Linked DNA regions of Mus musculus: regions 2 and 3 are each linked to region 1. Evidence: chromatin contacts called from public capture Hi-C and promoter capture Hi-C data. All regions are on one chromosome and are shown on one strand. The core of a region is the stretch at or near the end of the contact, and the rest is flanking DNA. Distances in the headings are between cores, read along the strand shown.

Region 1 (2,908 bases), core at 16-2,515:
CCACACCTGTTTGATGGCTTAATAATGAATAGGAAATTGAAAATAAAAAACCCGGCAAATTACAGAAGAGGGAACACAGTTGCTTAGAAGCCTAAAGATTGCCGTCCCAGATCAAGGTTTATATTAATCGTGTAATTAGTTCTGTATGGCGATGCAGGCAGCTGGGTGCTCTGAACAATCTGTACAGTCGCAGGCTGGCAGAGGCAATCTTGCCTGGAGATTAGACATTTCCTGTTTCTGGGGCTGGCAGTGGGTTCGGGGCAGTTCCCTCACGTGGGCGAGGAGTAAGTTCTGGGCAAAAGATACCCAAGACTTGTTCATAGGCAGTGGGCACCCCAAGGTTTTTCTAGATTCTCAGCTCCCAGGCTCCCAGGCTCATGCTGTGCTGCCTGGATTGGCTTCTACCCTGGGCAGAGCCACCCCTGAGGATGACCAGTGCCATGACGGCCGGATCCCCGTCAGATAAAAGTGATTTGGGTAAGGGCCGCTGGCCCGTGGAGGCTCCTGCTCTGGGCGATCAGTCGCGACGGGTCTGCCACCCTTAAGACTCCTCTGGCCGCGGTCCCCTGCCTCCTAGTCGAGGACTTCGGCTCCTCTCCAGACTCCACCTGCTTCCCTCGGAGACCCGACGATGGGCTCTCACGGGGAACCCCTTGCTCCGGGAGGAGGGAGGGTGGAGCGGCTGGAAGAGGCCGCACCGCGAGGCGCCTCCGCCCCCTCCGGGGAGCGTCGCGGGGCGCGGGGGGCCACCGAGTCCCCGCCAGGCTTAGGGCCCTGCCACCGCATCCCACCCCGACGGGTCCGGACGGCGTCCGGTGCTAGAAGGTTCGGGGGGACCCCTGCGGGACAGCCCCGCGTCGACGGCTCCCTAGTCCGCGGTCCGTCCGCTCCCTCTCCCCCACCACCCCTCCACGGCCGGGTCCTCACCGAAGCGGCTGTGGTCGTGGCGGGTGCCGTGCACCGTGCCGTTGGGGAAGATCTCAAGGTGGAAGCCGGTGCGGCAGTAGAGCTGGCGGCGCCGCAGGATCCCCTTCAGGTGGGCGAAGTCTGTGGGCGAGCCGCGCTGCAGCTTCCCCTCGATCTGGCCCAGGCGCTCGTTCAGGAAACCCGGGGAGTCAGCTAAGGGCACGTTCCCCAGAGAGGAGGAGAAGCCGTGCAGGTCCCAGTCCAAGGAGGCAAAGACGCCCCCGACCTCCGCCATGGCGGGGCCGGCGGCGGCGCGGGCCGAGCCGGGGCCCCGGGGCGCGAACTGCCTGTCTTGGCGGCGGGCGCGGGCGGGCGGGTCGGCGGCGCTCGCTTGCTCGCTCGCTCGCTGCTCGGCTCCGCGCTCTGCCCAGCTGCAGCACACGTCTGTTCGCGTCCAAAGAACTTCTCAGCGGCGGGGAGCGTGGGGCAGCGCGCTCCTGACCTTGCTCTCAGTTAAAGTTCGGCTTCCCCTCCGCATCCATCTCTCCTGGCCTCTCATAGCTGGCTTCCTGGAGCTATCAGATGCAAATGGCACTTTATATACGTACCCACTCCCCTTCCATTGACATATTGGATATTTAAATACAAGCCACACCTCACTGGCATCCCCTCAGAGATTGGTGTGTGGGTTCTTTCCTTTTTTCCCCCCTTCTCGTATCCATTTGGCTCTTTTTGGGAGAGGGGGGTGGAGGCGGGGAGCGAGCGAGCGAGCTTCACTCCCTCTTTTATTATGAAAAAAATGGCAGGAAAAAGCTACACATTGCAGTGAGGCATAACTGCTTTTGGCAGGTTTTCTTAAACTGCTGATGAAATAACGGAGCCCAGTACGTGGAGGCCATTGGCGACCACGGCCACGCAGGCTAGTTCCTCCGGGGTCTGTCTGTCGGTCTGCTGCAAGGGCCACCCCCGCCTCCCACGCATCCTCCCGCTGCTCCCCTCTGGGAAGTGCCGGAGACCGGGGCTGGGGGGAGGGAGTCCTCGCGCTGTTGAGCTCCTCTTCTCTGGCCCAAAAGAGGCTGCGGAAGGGGTATCTGGCCCGGGACAGGGGCGCTCCAGCTCCTTTGTTCTGCTGCCCTTTAGTCCCACTCCCCACCTGTAGGTCCACAGGGGTCTGAGGAAGCGAAAACGTTCTGGAAGCCAAACGCAGTTGCAGCTGTAAGGTCTTGAGAGGTGGTGGAGGTCCCTGCAGGCACCAAAGGGTGGGGGCGCTTAAAGGGTCTGGGAGGAGCGGGAAATCCCAGAGGGAAAGAAGACTTTTTAAAAAGGACGTTGTGGCTTAGACATAGAGGGGTGGAGGCTAAGACATAGAAAGCGATCTTTTTGAAAAATGATCTCCATGGATTTCTGGGCGCGCTTTTACAAGGCTCAGGAGAGCAAGCTCTGTGAGAGGCCATTGGAAGCCTGGTGGGGGCTCTCCCCCTATACACCTCTTTTCTTGTTGGAAACAGGTGTTTCCTCGCTCTGTCCTGTGCCCTGTTCCAAGAAACTCTATCAGGAAGAGCGGCCGTCAGGGGTGGGAACTGGCGGCTGCCAGAAAGAGAGGCTGGGTGGAGAGGACCTGGCGAGCAGGTGCCTGCCTGCCGCAAGCCCCTGCATCTCTGCCCCGCACCTGAACCCCACGGTCCCTCTGGGCCTCTGGCGCTCGCCTCCTTCTTCCTTATTAAATGGCGTTGTTGCTTGCAGTTTTCACACGCAGCAGGCGCTGGCCGCCTTCCCAGGTTCTGGTAGTGACTGAACCCCCAATCCTACCCTTCGGCGCCTTTACTGCGCCTCCTGCTGGAGACCCCACCGAGCCACAAGTTCAAATTCAGGGTTACCATAAAATGAGTAAACAAGCCTCCCCACAACTCAGTGCAATTTGAGGCCCTACTCTAAGGCTCCACGTGCACCCTGTGCTCACATCCTGGACCCATAGCAATTCTTAGTTTGGAACAGCACTGTG
Region 2 (3,036 bases), core at 370-2,869, 640 kb after region 1:
GTTTTGCTCCATGGGATCCTGAGGCTTCAAGGTAAGAGCAACGCGGGAGGTGCCCAGGCCCATAATGGTGATGGAGTTGGAATTCTTACTGTCTCTCAGGACCTGGAAATCCAGGAAGCGGTCTTCACGCTTTGGGCGTACAGATGGATCCTTGGCCTTTTGCAGAGCACGGGAGGTGCTCTTGTTCCTGCGCTCAGAAGCACAGCAGCTCAGTGCTTCCTCGGGGTTATTAGCTTCAGTGGGCATCCCAGAAGCGCTAGGGCCCTCGGCAGCTAGGGACATCTGCGAGGTGCTCGACCCCTCCCCCAGGCAGTGCAGCTCCGAGGTGCTCCGGCCCTCCCCGCAGGGAAGCAGCTCACAGGATCCCTCCGCAGCGCATGGCGCCAGCGAGCTGCAGAAGCCCTCAGCAGAAATGGATGACAGGGACGAGCTCAGGCCCTCGGCTGAGGTGCTCGGGCTCTCACAAGCAGCTGATGGCACCGAGGTGCGCAGTCCCTTTTTGGAGGTGGGCGGCACGTTGACGTTACATCCCTCCATTATGATGGGCGACACCCAGGAGCTCTGGATCTCACCGGAGGGGGGCGACATGGAGGCGAACAGTCCCTCAGCGGAGGGGGGCGGCGCAAAGATGTCGGGTTCCTCCAAAGCGGAGAACAGCATAGAGATGCTCAGGCCCTCACCGAAGGTGGGCGGCAGGTTGATGCCCAGTCCATTAGAGTCAGTGGGCGGCACCGAAGTGCTTGGGTCCTCACTAACGGAGTAGGGCTCGTTGATACCCGGTCCCTCCGAGATGTTGGGCGACATAAAGATGCTCAAGCCCTCATCAGAAATGCCCGATTCCTCAGAGAAGGTGGGCGGCACCGAGATTCCCGGGCCCTCACCCAGGGTGGGCTCCATGTTAGGGCCCCCATCAGAGTGACGCTGCTCAGAGATGGCCAGCCCTTCTGAGACAGGGAGATGCTCATAGGCCTTTGAGCCTTTAGGAGCAGTGGGCGGCACAGGGCTATTCGGGCCCTCCGAGGCGGTGATTGACATAGCGGTGTTCAGCCCTGCGGAAACTGCAGGAGGCCGGGAGGCGCCCCGACCCTTCCTGGAGGTGGGCATCTCGGAGGTGTTCGGCCCCTGGGAAATGATGAACTGCCTAGGGGCGCTTGAGCCCTCTGAGGCGGTGGGCGGCACAGAGGCGCTTGGGCCCTCCCGGGGGGTGGGCAGCATGGAGGTGCCAGGGCCCTCAGAGGCGCGGAGGCCCTGGAGGATCTTAGGATCGTTGCGATCCCGAGGGACGTCTGGGCCTGGCACAGCAGCAGGGTGACCCTTCCCGTTGTTTCTGCGCGCATTGGCCCTTCCACCGCGGCGGCGGCGCGAATTCTGGCTTACCAGCGACATGGTCCTGTCGACCGACGTGTGGAAGCTGACACTGACAGGCCCGCGATCTCACAGACGAGGGGGAGAGGTATGTAGGCGCCTCTGCACGGAACTGCCGCTAGAGCAGGAATGCTGCTGCTGCCAGGCCCGAGCAAGTCGCAGGAGCAGAAATTAGAGGTGGTGGGCAAGAACGAAGGTTCTAGCCGACTGTGAACGCTAGTCTCAGAATGCTCGCCTCTCACACCCCGCCTTCTGCCGCAGTCCGCGCAGGCGCAGTTGGGCTCTGCGACAAGGCGACCCCGCCCAACCCAGCCTCTCCCGTGGGTTTGCGAAAGTGGACCTGGTGATTCTGCACCAAAACTGCGCAATGGCAGGAGGGAGGCTTTGATAGGAGACAAGGAGCTTGGAGCAGATGGGTAAATGGAGGTAATACTAGCTATTTCTCAAGAGTCAGGGTACCTACTAGAAGGTTTCTACCCAAGTGTCAGGTACTTGATAGATTTTCAAAATTGCATCCTAAGGATGCATTGGGGAAAATGTGCGTGGCGCATGGAAGGGTGCAGCTTTCATCCCCTCCCTTGTCTCCTCTGTCATTTTCTCTATCGAAACCTCTAATACCTCTCAAATTACTGCCCCTTCTCCAAAGGGCTGGGATTTAGTTCTACTTAGGAAACCTGTAGCTAGCTAGAAATTTTCACTGCACAGTCCCAACCCTTACCAATGTAGAAAAATGTAATCTCTTTTGTGGAGTCCTTCAATAGTGCTATTCCAACCACACCCAAAATTAATTATCCTAGGACAGTTAGTTAGCACCATGGGGTCTGTTAGAAAAACTCACTGTCAGGTTTTGAAAACTGCAATTAGCATGGTTTATGGAGGCAAGTCTCTGGGAAGGTTTCTATTAGTTACTAAAGAGCTACTGGAATATGAGCCAGCTAAAGCACAGGAAGCTGTCCAGAATTAGAAGGATAATGGATAGAAGGAAACATTTGGTTTCCTTATAGGGCCTCATGGTTACCTATGCTGCCAGTATTCTGCATGTTTCTGTGAAGTTAATCTTGTGTAGCTTTGTGCAGTACCAACTGGTTTTAACAGAATCAATCATATGGTGTCATATTCCAACAATATTTTATGTTATCCACATTGCATTCAGCACATGGGTCCACAAAATCGACTATGGGCCTATTACAGCATTACCTAAATATGTGCATATGATTAGCCTCTGAATCTTGGCTAATGTCTATGGTTAGGAGAACAGGCTCATTTTCATAAGTGAAACTTGTGGAGGAGCTTTCCCAAAGATTCTGCTACAGTCTATTAAAATCAAGCTGGTGAGAAGCAAGCCCAGAATGCAGTTAAAAATGCCATGCTATATTCTGCTGCAGCAGAAGACACGTGTACATTTGGGGAGTTGAGTGTTCCTTCTTGTTCACATTAGTGTGCATGAGAGTTCATGTTTCCTAATGACTGTCAAGCACACACAAAGAAGGGGCTCTTCCATGTGCCTGCACTAGAATTAAAAGAGATCACAATTTAAATAAAGTTGTTAATTTAATAGCTGCACACAAAATTATACCATGTACAATAGAACAGTCACATATGGAACACTCAGGGGTGGTCACATTATTTAAAAAATAAACACTAACTATCATACATTTGGCTTATTTCTGT
Region 3 (3,119 bases), core at 64-2,563, 720 kb before region 1:
AGTAGCTTTCCATACCCGGGCCTGGGGGTTGGGGGGTAGACACGCACTGAGTCAGTGTCCTTTGATGTCCATCGATGAGTTTTAACCCTCTTTCAGAAAGCCTGGCAACAGAGGATGGCAGCTGTATGGGACAAATCTGGGACCAGCTAAGGACCGCCTGCAGAGTCAAAGTAGGGCTCAGAACTATCTAGATTTGGGGATGGGAACCTCTCTCAACTGACAGTCCTTAGCCAAGAAAAATGAGAACCACTGCAGTCACTCGTGAGTTCTCAGGCTCAGAGAGACCTCAAAAACAATGCAAAAAAGGCAAGAGAGGAGCAAGTAGGTAAAGTTTGATGAGTGGTATTCCTTCTGTGGTTGGGAAGGGGGGCAATGCCTTCCAACAAGCTCCCTTGCACCCAGCCTGGCACTCACTTTGGGCTCATTTTGCCCTGAGCAGACCTCAGAAGCAGAGGTCTTTCAGTGCCCGAAAACCTCAGCCATTGAAATCTAGGAGTGCTCAATCCACCACTCTCAGTTGTTCCTGAAATAACTTGTTGCTTGCACACTATAGCAATGAGGTCCAGGGCTTTCGGAAAAGCTCAGGGGCTTAAAAGACAGAGAAGACCCACCAGGGATAATAGGAAAGAATGGGATCTTTGTCAGCACCGGGTGAGAGGGGCGGTCAAGGAGCCACGGCCAGTCCCCGCCCCCTCCCTCCCTTTTCCCCTGACCTGGTGGCCTGGTTAGTCTGTTGGTACCCTCCTGGGGCCGCGGGCCTGTGACCCCACTGCGTCGACAGCGGGGGGCGCGGGCCCCCAGCCACTCTTGTTTTTCTTTTCCTGTCACTTTTTCTTTCTCACCCCTCCCCTCTCAGCCTTTGGGCTCCGAACAGCTGCTGCTGTAGCTCCTAACTTTGTGCCTTTCTTTCTCCACCCCCCGAACCCCCCACCCCCAACGGCTGTTGGCGTCTTTGGAGACGCGAGCTGGCCACCCCGCCAAGGGGGCGTGAGCAGGCGGCCGGGTGAGCGCGGAGGGGGCACGGACCGTGCGGTGGTGACCGGATGGAACGCGAGAGAAGCACGAGGCGGTGAGGGAGGGGCGGCGAGGGGCGAGGGGGCGGGGCGGGGCGGGGCCAACAGGCCAGGGGCTGGATGTGCCTGTTGCTGGGATGCTGATGGATAGGGTTACACCGCTGCTGGGGCCGACTCGAGGAGGTGAGGGGATATTTTTGGAGGGAAGAGTTTCTGAGTTTGGGATCGGGGAGTGGGGGGAGGGCAAGAGGACACCGAAAGTTCCTCCTACATCTGGGCTTTCGTCTCCATTCAGACCATGTAAAAGGCGCGGTCCCCTCCAGCCATTGGGTGCCGCATGGACCTTCTACTGCTCTCCTGTGCCTCGCGTCCGGTGGCCTGCCCCATAGGTCCCGCCAGCTCCCTTTCTTCGCTTAGCTTCACTTGCTTGTCTTTGTATTTGTGACTGTTTTCCAGCCCGGTCTTTTACTTTTCTTAATCTTGAATCGGTCACTGTCGCCGGATCTCTTGCTATCTGGAGTCAGATCGAGAAGTACCTGAATGAAGAGCGAGGCTTTTGGAGAAGCATTTTTGTATCTGCTTAGGTATGCTCCTTGACTTTGTAGCAACTATCTATACTTTTCTGTGTGCAATTAGTTGCAGAATTCGGAGCTCTTACTCTCTGTGAACGCTTTGCAGAAAATCTTTTCTAATTCCGTTCTGTGGTTTTGTTTTGTTTGTTTGTTTGTTTTTCCTTTTTCTTTTTCGTTTATACATTGACTGGTAAGTGAACTAGGTGCTCACTTTATTAGGGGGAGAAATTTCGATTCCTTGGGGAATGTACACAAGAGGATTGCCCTGAGCTGGGCATCATTTATTTAGCCACCTATGGGATAAGTATTTATGGCTTAAGGTGGAAAGATTGTTGAAAAATCGTTGGTATTTTGTTTTGTTTTATATCTGTACTTTGGTATTGCGCCTTGAGGGTATCGTTGTTTTCGTGGATGTAAACTTTTCCAAAACTTAGAAGAAAACTAACTGGTAATGTTCTTGAACTTTCTACTTATTTTCTTCTTATTGTTGCTCTTGCTTGCTTGCTTGCTTGCTTGCTTGCTTGCTTGCTTGCTTGAATGAGTTGCCTTGTGAAATACTCGGAAGCACGTTGTCTGGTTCCTTCCCGGTGGTACAGTTGGAAATTTTTCATCCCGAATTTTGTCTACTTAACAAACAAATTAATTGTTTGGAAATTATTTTGATGCCAAATTCATTTAAGAAATTCGTAATTATTTTCTCATTATTCTGACAGATTAAAGGGGATTAAGGAATTTAAACATTTCTTTAAAACTTAAACACCTGAAAAAGGAGAAAACAGCTCTTTTGCTACTGGGTACTAGGCTGGGTACTGCGCACCAAAGTTCCCTGTGCCTTGCCCGGCTCTGGCGCACTCTGCCCCCTCCTTTGACATTCCACATAATGAATATACTTGAAATATGATTCTTAAAGTAATATCTGTGTCATATAGAGTGCGTAACAGGAATACCAGGGAGCGTTCATGGTTTAGTTTTGTAAATATTTTGTTACCCTGCGTTTTGTTTTGTGAAGAACGGAAAATTCGTTCTCAGAAACTTGTGCTCATGTTTTTCTCCACAAGCGAGATATATGTTAATTTTAATCATTCATCAAGACGTAAAATGTTCATGAAGGGTAGCAAATTAAAGGTAGTCTCCTGAGAATGTTCTTTTTTTTTTTTTTAAATAATGCCTAATACCAACTTTTTCATTCAACAGTAAATAGCAGACTGAATGGTAAACAGCAGCCTGAATGGCAGGGTTGTAAAGCACAGTTTTAGGTGAATTTTTTTTCCACCTGCTTTTGTGTCCACCTCAAAGCAAGCCTGCGTAGAAGTCTTTCCAGACCACTGTGGCTCCGGCTCCGTGCAGCTCATCACTGCTAGGGGCCAGATTTTAGCAGAAGAGTAAGTACCTTTCACTGCACTGAAGTCCTGATTATAATGGCAGGATCACCCCTTATTTTAAATTGCCCTGTGCCCACTAATACAATCCTGACGTCCTAGGACCTCAAGTCCAGTTTTAAGCTCTAGGCAAAAATGTCCTTCTGCTCTAGTCT

The links. Promoter capture Hi-C pulls out the DNA fragments that hold promoters and counts their contacts. Capture Hi-C pulls out chosen DNA fragments and counts their contacts.
Region 2: a capture Hi-C map of embryonic stem cells shows a contact between it and region 1, with 5 times the contacts expected there. The contact joins the promoter of Magee1 here to the promoter of Fgf16 in region 1. A contact is called at or near these places in 11 of 39 promoter capture datasets (the 3T3-L1 cell line, cranial neural crest, embryonic stem cells and 4 more), 9 of 484 Hi-C or Micro-C datasets (Th1 cells, embryonic stem cells, reprogramming fibroblasts and 1 more), 8 of 115 datasets of contacts at active chromatin or transcription factors (embryonic forebrain, embryonic stem cells, fetal liver and 2 more) and 2 of 9 other capture datasets (embryonic stem cells and macrophages).
Region 3: a contact with region 1 is called in a promoter capture Hi-C map of embryonic stem cells, with 6 times the contacts expected there. The contact joins the promoter of Fndc3c1 here to the promoter of Fgf16 in region 1. A contact is called at or near these places in 1 of 39 promoter capture datasets (embryonic stem cells), 1 of 484 Hi-C or Micro-C datasets (embryonic stem cells) and 1 of 9 other capture datasets (embryonic stem cells).

The regions. Positions count from the first base shown.
Region 1 is chrX:105,762,834-105,765,741 of GRCm38.p6, reverse strand. Fgf16 (fibroblast growth factor 16) reads right to left here and starts at 1,265. Exons shown (of 3, transcript NM_030614.2): 1 at 928-1,265. The coding sequence starts at 1,201.
Region 2 is chrX:105,118,961-105,121,996 of GRCm38.p6, reverse strand. Magee1 (melanoma antigen, family E, 1) reads right to left here and starts at 1,619. Exons shown (of 1, transcript NM_053201.4): 1 at 1-1,619. The coding sequence starts at 1,386.
Region 3 is chrX:106,483,423-106,486,541 of GRCm38.p6, reverse strand. It overlaps Fndc3c1 (fibronectin type III domain containing 3C1), which reads left to right and starts at 1,313. Exons shown (of 27, transcript NM_001007580.1): 1 at 1,313-1,597.